Regions from separate parts of the Mus musculus genome. Here region 2 is linked to region 1. Evidence: chromatin contacts called from public HiChIP or PLAC-seq data. All regions are on one chromosome and are shown on one strand. The core of a region is the stretch at or near the end of the contact, and the rest is flanking DNA. Distances in the headings are between cores, read along the strand shown. Region 1 has its middle 5.9 kb from the start of Gpx3. Region 2 holds the start of G3bp1 (GTPase activating protein (SH3 domain) binding protein 1).

Region 1 (4,722 bases), core at 341-2,840:
ATAAGTGCCAAGAGTATGTAAAGTACACACTGTTTTTGAAGAGTTGTTCTTTAAACAAACAAACAAACAAACAAACAGGCAAATGACTGGTTGTCATAGCTCAGCAGTGGGGTGCTTAGTATGTATGAAGTCCCCAGTACAGGGCGAAAAAGCAAAATAAGCCAGACATGGTGGCTCAAACCTGTAATAAATCTAGGGTAGTAGATTTATTAAGGAAAAGTTTAAGAAAAAAAGAAAGAAAACTCCTATGGGAGATTTTTTTTCTTTCTTTCCTTTTCTTTTTCAAATTTGTTACATAGTCTTTTGTTTTAAAAGTTTAACTTTCATTTATTTGGAGGCATGGCGCATGTGCCACTGCACATAGCTGTTGTGTGCCCAGCTAAAATAATTTCTTGATTTTGTTCATTGTCTACTTACTTATTTATCTTGAAACAGCTCCCATCCCATCGTCATGCCCTGCTTATTTTTTACACTGAATTATAAGGTCTACAAAAATCCTCATTTGCAGCAGTTCAAATGAGACATGATTCCTATTAGCTTGGCAAATATCTATTGTACCGTAACAAATGAAACATACTGTGGCACCCAGCATGAGCAGAATGGCCGGTAGCCTTTGATAACTATGTGAGCCCCATAAGACTAGTCAGATGCTGTATGAGACCGGAGCTCAGGAGGCTGTTCTGAGGAGGCCTGTTTGGGAGAGGTGACATGCAGTAAGCTGTGGGAAGGGGTTGGTGCATACGGACATCCTGGAGCTTTCGAGAGAGCATTCGTAGGTTTTATCTCCTGCCTGAGAATGTGCTCTCCTTTGTTTCATCCCAGAGAGTTGAGCACCCAGTATCTCTTATCTTCTCCATTAAAAAGACTTCTAAGGGGACTGGAGAGATATTGCAGAGGTTAAGAGCACTGGGTGTTCTTCCAGGATTGGGGTTAATTCTCAGCAGCCACATGGCAGCTCATTACTGCCTATGACTCCAGTTCCAGGGCATCCGATGGCCTCTTCTGGTTTCTGCGGGTACCAGGCATGCGAGTGGCACAAACAATCGTGCACATAAAATAGATACAGGAAACTAAAACAGAACTTAAATTCTTTTCTTGCCAAGAACTGTAGTGTACAGTTTTATCCCAGCACTGTAGAGGCAGGGAGATCTCTGAGAGGGTTCAAGGCCACCATGGTCGACATAGTAAGTTCCAGGATAATCAGAGCTACATAGAAAAAAAAAAAAAAAAAAAAAAAAAAAACCATGTCTCAAACAAAACAACAACAAAACATAATTACACGTATTTCTTTTTTCCTTCTACCATGCAGCTCCCCAAGGTGAACATCGCGTGAGATCAGGTTTGGCGACAAGCCCCTTTACTCCCTGAGATGTCTCGTTGACCCTAGCTCTCCAATTGGTTGGTAAACAAGGACTGGAGATAGTGGAACAAGAGATTTTTTTTCTCTAAGTGCTGATGCGTTGTGTTCTCAAGGAAGACAGAACATGAGTTAATGAACAAAAAGGGCCATAAAAGCCAGAACACTGAACGGCTCCCCACTGCTGAATAAGAGCTTTGGTTTGGAGGTCAGCGATGGGGTCAGCCAGCCCAACTTAAGCTCCCAGACAGGGGTGGCAGGTGGGGAGGCCCAGCCTGCATCGCTCCGTACTATGTGATCTGTTTTGCAATCAAGAAGAATTTGCAGAACTCAGGTGGGGCCTTGGAGCTTCTGGTTCCCAGAATCATTGGCAGATGGAATCTTAGAGTCAGCTCAGAGGCTGTCAGTCAAGAGTCTGGTGAGGGAGAGAGAGCTTTTCAGCAGTTAAGAATGTGTACTGCCCTTGCAGAGGACCCAACTTCAGTTCCTAGTATCTGGGTTGGGCAGCCCAAAACCAACAGTTCCAGGGCATCTGAGTCTTCAGGCACACATGTGCATACACACCGAAATCTATACACATAACTAAAAATAATAAAAAATGAGAGAGGAGGAGAGAAGGAGGAGGGAGGGAGGCTAGAGCCTGCTCCTTCCAGAGAGGACCTTCCAGATCCTAAACCTCTCCTTTCTCATCTGTGGGACAGGGAACTGAACATGACAGTTGTCTGTCTAGGGGTTATGTCTAAACTACTAACCATCAGTCATTCAATAGCCTATACACAGGCTGACTTGGATTTATTACATTTTTTTGTAGCCTAGGCTGGCCTTGAAGGGTGATATCTCCCTATACTGTAAATCACCAAACTTGGCCTCTGTGGTACTGGGAACAAAACGTGGGACTTCGAATATTTTAGACAAACTGAGAGCTTTGTCCTCAGCCCCAGCTTAACTTTTTGAAAAGACCTTGGGACCTCATGAGAAAGGTTGCATTGACATTGCCATCTCATAGATAACTCGAATACACAGAGAGGCTAAATAACTGTTCATGGCATGCAGTTGGTAAAGAGGCAGAGCCAGGTCTGAACCAGACATGCTGTCTTCAGAGCTCTTGCCAATAACCTCTGGGCCTGTGCCACCTAAAGTGGTAGTTACTGGCCATGTGGCCTTACCGGGCACCTTGGAATGTGCCCGGTCCAAATTGATAAGTGCCAAGAGTATGTAAAGTACACACTGTTTTTGAAGAGTTGTTCTTTAAACAAACAAACAAACAAACAAACAGGCAAATGACTGGTTGTCATAGCTCAGCAGTGGGGTGCTTAGTATGTATGAAGTCCCCAGTACAGGGCAAAAAAGCAAAATGAGCCAGACATGGTGGCTTAAACCTGTAATCCCAGCTCTTGGGAGATGGAGGCAGGGGGATTAAGAGTTCATGGTCATTTTTGGGTGTATATCTGGTTTGAGGCCAGTGTGGGCTACATAAATCTGTGTCTCAAAAAAATGTATATTACACATGTTGAAATAATATTTTATTTTATTTTATTTTATTTTATTTTATTTTTGGCTTTTTGAGACAGGGTTTCTCCATGTAGCCCTAGCTGTCCTGGAACCACTCAATAGAGCAGGCTAACCCTGAATTCAGAGCTCCACCTGCCTCTGCCTCCCGAGTAGAAATAATATTTTAATGTGTCACGTTAAAGGATAAATATAAGTTTAAAATCTTGCCAAACATGGAGAGTCAAGGCTTTTAATCCCAGAACTTTCAAAGCTAAGATAAGAGAATTGTCACATTTGAACCTGTCTGGGCTATAAAATGAGATCCTGTCTCAAAACAACAGCAGAGGGTTACAGGAGAGCTATAAAATCCCCTGCAATTAGAGGTATAGTACGAGCTGCCATGCCTCAGAAAGGCTGTCTCTGTGCTAAAGAGACAATTCAGGGGTTAAGGGCACTGATTGCTCTCCTGGGGAACCTGGGTCTGATTCCCAACACCAACACGGAGGCTCACAACCATCTGTAACTCTAAATCCAGAGGACCCAACACCTCTTCTGATCTCCATGGGTACCAGGCATGTATGTGGTACACATACATACACTCAGTCACACACATAAAAATAAATATTATTTTTAATTTTAGGATAACAACAGGCCAGTGACAGGGCTCATCGGGTAAAGGTGCCTGCTGCACAAGCCTGCTAACCTTGTTTGATCCCAAGAACCCACGAAGCAGGCAGGGGCAGCACCCGCCTTTAATCCTAGCACTCAAAAGGCAGAGGCAAGCAGATCTCTGTGAGTTTGAGGCCAGCCTGGTCTACCCGAGTGAGTTCTAGGACAGCCAGGGCTACACAGAGAAACCCTGTCTCCAAAAAAATAAAAGATGAAAGGAGAAAACAGACTCCATGAAGTTGACCTCACACCACATGGGTGCCATGAAGCACTCGCCCATACCTCTCTATCTCTCATCGGTGCACACACACTTCATACATGCACACATTTGCGCATGTGCACACATATCATAAACAACACACACACTTATAAGAAATTTTATTTTTTTATTAAATAAATTATTTAATTTTACCTGCCAGGAGTATTGTGTCCATCTATAAATCCCATTTACTCAAGGTGTTGAGGTAAAAAGATTACAAGTTTGGGGTTAACCTGGCCAACCCACCAAGGCCCTGTCTCAAGATAATAATAATAACAATAAAAGGGGCAGAGATCTAACTCAGGGGTAGCGTACTTGCCTAGTAAGCACAAAGTCCTGAAAAGAAAATGACCTTAAAGAAAAAAAAAAACCAAATTTATAGATATTGCCAAATGTAGTGGCATCTGTAACCCCAGATCTTAGGGAGTTGAAACAGGGGGGTTGCCATGAGTTTGAGGCCAGCCAGTGTTCCATAGTGAGTACCAATCACTCATGGCTATACGGCAAGGTGTGTTCCAGAAAGAAATTATTTCAGAGGGTCTATAGCAGATTTTAAAATTGTGACTTGTATTGGCCAGCACTGGTTTATTTATCTATAAAGGACTGTCATGCGGTTTGGGGTGGGAAGACTTTCCTGATAGAGGCTAAGGCCATGTCTTGGTTCATTCATTTACTCTGAGGAGCCACAGAGCCTAGCGTATGACATGATTTAGCCCATTGAAAAGCTGTAAAATCAGCTGACAGAGAGGGAGCCTGGGACAAGGTCCAGAGGAAGCCAGACGTAAGCCCTGAAAGTCCTCTCCCAGCTGAGTCTCACGGGACAGCTTCAGTCCTCTACCTAGCGAGTGTAACGACCGACCCTGTGAGCTGCTGTTTCACAGGGATACTCCTTAGAGACTTGGTGCCTGCCGTGAGTTTTTATTGGGGACTCATCATGAAAGCACCC
Region 2 (4,606 bases), core at 1,162-3,661, 570 kb before region 1:
ACCTGCTTTCAAGCAGGGTCAAGAACAGACATTTCTAAAAATCTAATGCTCAGGCACTATACTGACAGCTGATAACTAAAAACCAGAATGTGAATTAAAAGAAAAGAAACTAGCCAGATGTGGTGGCGCACGCCTGTAATCCCAGCACTTGGGAGGCAGAGGCAGGCGGATTTCTGAGTTCAAGACCAGCCTGGTCTACAAAGTGAGTTCCAGGACAGCCAGGACTATACAGAGAAACCCTGTCTCGAGACAAAAAAAAAAAAAAAAAGAAAAAAGAAAAGAAAAGAAAAAGAAACTGCGCAGTGTAGTACCTGTTAGAACCTTAGCTCAAAAGACACCTCCACCAGCAGTAACCTCTGACCTGCTCGGAAGGGAGCAGCCAAGGCGGTCAGTCACTGCTTCAATTCACTGCTTTCTGACACTGAGCTAAGGAGTCAGTTTCTATCTATCCCTATCCTACTAAGCACCTGCCTGAGGCCAAGAGTCTTTTGAATGTGTGGGGATGAGATTAATAGCCATCCCCTTCAATTCGATCATTTCCCCTTGATATATCTGACCTCAGTAACACTACCTGGACTCAAACTTCCCAAGTTAGAAAGCAGGTCACTGCCTTATTTTAAAAGGTGATGAATTACTAACATTCGCCTACCCCTCCGTGCAGGTTAAGTAGAACCCGTTCCAAGGAAACAATGTTATATTCAGAAGCAAGGCAGTTAAATTCAGCATGCATCCCCACAGCGTTTGGTTCTTCGTTGCCACTTTGTTAAATGTCAGTGGTCTTTAACTTTTTGCAAGGATGTGCCCCTCAAGAACTAGTCCTGAAACTTCTGTTGTAGTCTTCGATGTGAAACATCTGCCATTTAACGTGCTTTCTAGCCAGGGGTTAAAGGCAATCCTCAGCATAGAAAGATAGGCTGACCACAGATCCTTGAAAATAGCTTTGCAACCCGTAGAAGTCAAACCAAGTAAGTACTAAAATAAATTACTCGGTTGGGCTTAGTGGAGGCACCTTAACTCTTGGCACCGAGAAGATTCTGAGATCCTCTTGAATTCCAGGCCAGGAAGGGCTCCACAGTAAGAATTTTTAAAAAAGGCAGTTGATCATCGATGGTTCGGCAGGAGACCTAATGGCTGTGCTTGCCAACAAACCCAATCGGTGACTGTGACCCACTGCACAATAACTGGACACTGGACACCATCCTCTCCCCAGCAATTTCAGATGTGACTTATTTTTGTGGCTCTGGTGACTGAACCCGGGGCTTCCTGTATTCCATGCCAAGTGCTCCACCTCTGCACTGAAGCCCGGGCCGGTCCTATCCAATTTCAAACTTTAACTTCAACTCTTGTAAGAATTTAAACACTTTGTTTCCTTGGACTTACGACCTTCTCAAACAAAGGTTTTTTTAATCTAAGTTTGTTCTGATTCACAACTAAAACATTCTAAGTTAAAAAGGGGTCTTGAAGAGTCAAGATCTAATGTCAGAGTTTGACTTCCTGTTGGCGGGAATTTCCCGTTACCTCGAGGTGCGTTTCGGACCTGCTGAGAGGCACACTCGATTACATTACACTCACTGTATTTTTCTCTATTTTTCCCAGAAGCTAACTTGGAGGCGCATCTATCTATCTATGTAAGTGCGAAGAAAGCTAAGTCTTCCTTTGTCATTCAAAACCCCACTCCTAATCTCTTCTCTGGAGTCCCCCACTGGCTCGCAGATGCCACCACGGGACTTCTTATACTGGGGTTTGCACCTCAGATTCAAGAGCTCAGTGGCCGATGGTGTCCCACAGCCACGTAGCCTGCACAGATGCCTGTCCTTTCCCTACAGAGGGCCTTGATTCCACCTCGTTCTCCTGTTGACTGGACCTACCTGATTGCACCCAGGTGACCGGGAAGGGCGGGAAAAAAGGGAACTCTCGGCATAGTGCAGGGGGAAACAGTGGGGGGATTGGAGAGATCACGTCTTGGCGTGGCTGTCTCTGCACCACTGAGCCCTTGAACCCGGGGTCGCGCGCCTCCGTTCTGCAACCCTGGGAGGCGCGATCACGCTCTCAGCTTGGGCTCCCCCAACCCCCATCCCCATATCCGAAGGCTTCCTTAGGGTCCAGGCCCAGCTATACCATCCGGAAGAGCCGGCGCGCGCCAGAGAATGCGCGTGGAGCACGCAGGGCCGGCCAGACGCGTGACGCCCGCCGTTGGTGCGGTGGACCACGCGCGGGCCCTAAAGCGCAGGCAGGAGGCCGCGCCGGCCGTTGGTGGGGGTGGGGACGCGCCGCGCGGTCTCCCGGGGCGCCCCGCTCGCGGCCGCAGCTCGGCTCATGCCCGGCCCGCATCCGATCAGCCCCACCCGCGGGCCCAAGTACCTGCGCGGCTGAGCGGGAGGACAGGGCTGCTACGTGGGAGGAGGTGGCGGCGTCCCTCGCGCGATGCCGCGGCACGCGTGCCCGCCGCCCGCTATATAGCCGCGCTCAGCCGAACCTGCTGCTCCCGGTCGCATGCAGGGACCAATGGCCGCCTCGCCACCGCGCCCCTTGGCTATGATTGGACAGCGTCTTTGTCTAGAGGCCGAGCTCCTGAGTGGCTGCCGCATCTGCCTATAACTGAAGGAGCTAGAGCCCAGATGGACACGAAACCTCGCCAATACTCAGATGGTCTATAAAAATGAGGGCGGGATGCACTGAGAGCGACACTCAGACAAGCCAATAGTTGCATGCACCCGTTCTCATTGGCTTACATTTCTTTTTCTGGGCGGAAACCCACTGTCCAGGCAGGAGCGGTTGATCCACAAGGTGGGGCCCGTGTACTTTGGGGAAGTAAACCCCATGCAACTAGGAGGTAGGCGCGGGCGGGGAGCAAGGAAGCCCCCAGCCAATCGCAACACCGAATGGAGCTGATTGACAGGGAGGGATGGCCCTCTCCAAAGGCAGCCCCAGGGCCGCCGTGCCCTCTGGAGCGGTTAAGAGGATGGACTAGCTGCGTCTTCCGTTCCCTTTCCTTTCTCTTCCTCTTAGGTTGAATCCTGTCCTCGAGGACCGGTCTCCCGCCTTCCCAGGCGACTCTGGTACCCGGGATCTAAGTAACAGTTTCCCGGGTTTTGTTTTTTTGGTTTGGTTTTTTTCTCTTCGCATCAAAACTTTTTTTGCATGCATTTCGGAAGAGCAGGAGCTGCTGACCCTTAGCATTACTCAGCACGAATGCAGTGGCGACCGAGGACAGCGAAACTGGCTTGGTCGGCACCCCAGAGCATACCGCGAGGCAGCCTCCCTGGCGTTTGGGAATGCTCTTGTTCCCGGGTGGCTTCCAAGCTGGCGTGCCCGGGTGGCTCCTGGACGTTTTCAGGTTTTCCAATCTTGTGATTGCAGAGACAACATCCCATCTTTGATCACCCTCTGGCTGGCGAAAGTTATAGGATGCGTCACCACCAGCCATTGTCACATGCTTTTCAAACTGAAATGGGAACTTTACCCAACTCCTAGGCAGACACGCCTAAGGTTCCCCCATAAAGGCTCCAGGGTCCAAATAGTAGTACCTCAGTCTGCTGCTGACCCCAACTCGGGGGGGTTTTGTGAGCCTTCTGGCCACCATGAGCATTTTATATTAAGAGCTGTGATCCAAATGCTAAACACAAACTAGACTAGTCTGTGTTCCCTGGAGGCAGGGAGAATTCCAGGCCATCCTGAGCTACACGAGTCCAAGGCCATTCTGAGTGACATGAAATCCTGAAAGCAAGCTAAACTCGCATTAATTTGTTTTGTTTCAGGGCTTTTCGAGGCAAGGTCTCCCCTTGTAGCCTATGCTGAGCTGGATTTACCATACCCTAGGCTGATCTCGAACTCGCCATCCTCCTGCCCTAACCTCTTAAATACCGAAAATACAGGTGTTAAAGTGTTACAGCGAGTTTCCAAAAGGAACACGTGCACAGTTCCCACGTGCAAAGGGAAAGGGCTCGCCCAGCCCAGGCTGGAAGGAAAAGGCAGCCAGGCAGAACCTGGAATCCGGAAGCCAGGAACCAAGAGACAGTGCAGTGCTCCAGCACTGGGTCAGAGCCTATCAACAGGCAGCTAGCATTGAGCCTCCAGTGGGAACCTCCTTCTAGGAACGCTTGGTAGGATTGCTAGCCCAACCAAGGAATGTGGGCTTTAATTTGGAGCTGTAGAGGCTTTGTTGGTTGGGTTTGTTTGTTTGTTTTTTCGAGACAGGGTTTCTCTGTATAGCCCTGGATGTCCTAGAACTCACTTTGTAGACCAGGCTGGCCTCAAACTCAGAAATCTGCCTGCCTCTGCCTCCCGAGTGCAGGGATTAAAGACGTGCACCACCACGCCCGGCTTGTTTGTTTGTTTTTAAAAACAGCCCTGGCTATCCTGGAACTTCTCTGTGCAAACCAGATGTCCTCTAACTCTGAGATCCCCTGCCTCTGCCTCCCGAATGCTGGAATTAAAGGGATGAGACCCCACACCCATCTGGAAGGCTTTTTTGTTTTGTTTTGTTTTTTTGTTTTTGTTAATAAACCAGGAGATTTGAGATTCGTATTGGGTTTTGCAGGGGAAAAAAATTGTAATACCTTATTCAGAGAGCTTTGGCAGATTTTCACAAGAATTCTTTTCAATA

What was found. HiChIP or PLAC-seq counts read pairs in DNA pulled down with a chosen protein or histone mark.
Region 2: an H3K27ac HiChIP or PLAC-seq map of extraembryonic endoderm stem cells shows a contact between it and region 1, with 5 times the contacts expected there. The contact joins the promoter of G3bp1 here to the enhancer-like site in region 1. A contact is called at or near these places in 1 of 39 promoter capture datasets (hippocampal neurons), 2 of 484 Hi-C or Micro-C datasets (gonadal supporting cells and nephron progenitors) and 1 of 115 datasets of contacts at active chromatin or transcription factors (extraembryonic endoderm stem cells).

What each region holds. Positions count from the first base shown.
Region 1 is chr11:54,894,604-54,899,325 of GRCm38.p6, reverse strand. No RefSeq gene overlaps it. Among named protein-coding and RNA genes, the nearest start is that of Gpx3, 5.9 kb to the left of the region's middle. Within about 2 kb of position 1,590, at least 12 of the 459 cell types and tissues checked have an H3K27ac peak or open chromatin away from gene starts, as enhancers often do. A contact at or near this core is called in extraembryonic endoderm stem cells, where this site is marked.
Region 2 is chr11:55,467,557-55,472,162 of GRCm38.p6, reverse strand. It overlaps G3bp1 (GTPase activating protein (SH3 domain) binding protein 1), which reads right to left and starts at 2,411. Exons shown (of 12, transcript NM_013716.2): 1 at 2,362-2,411.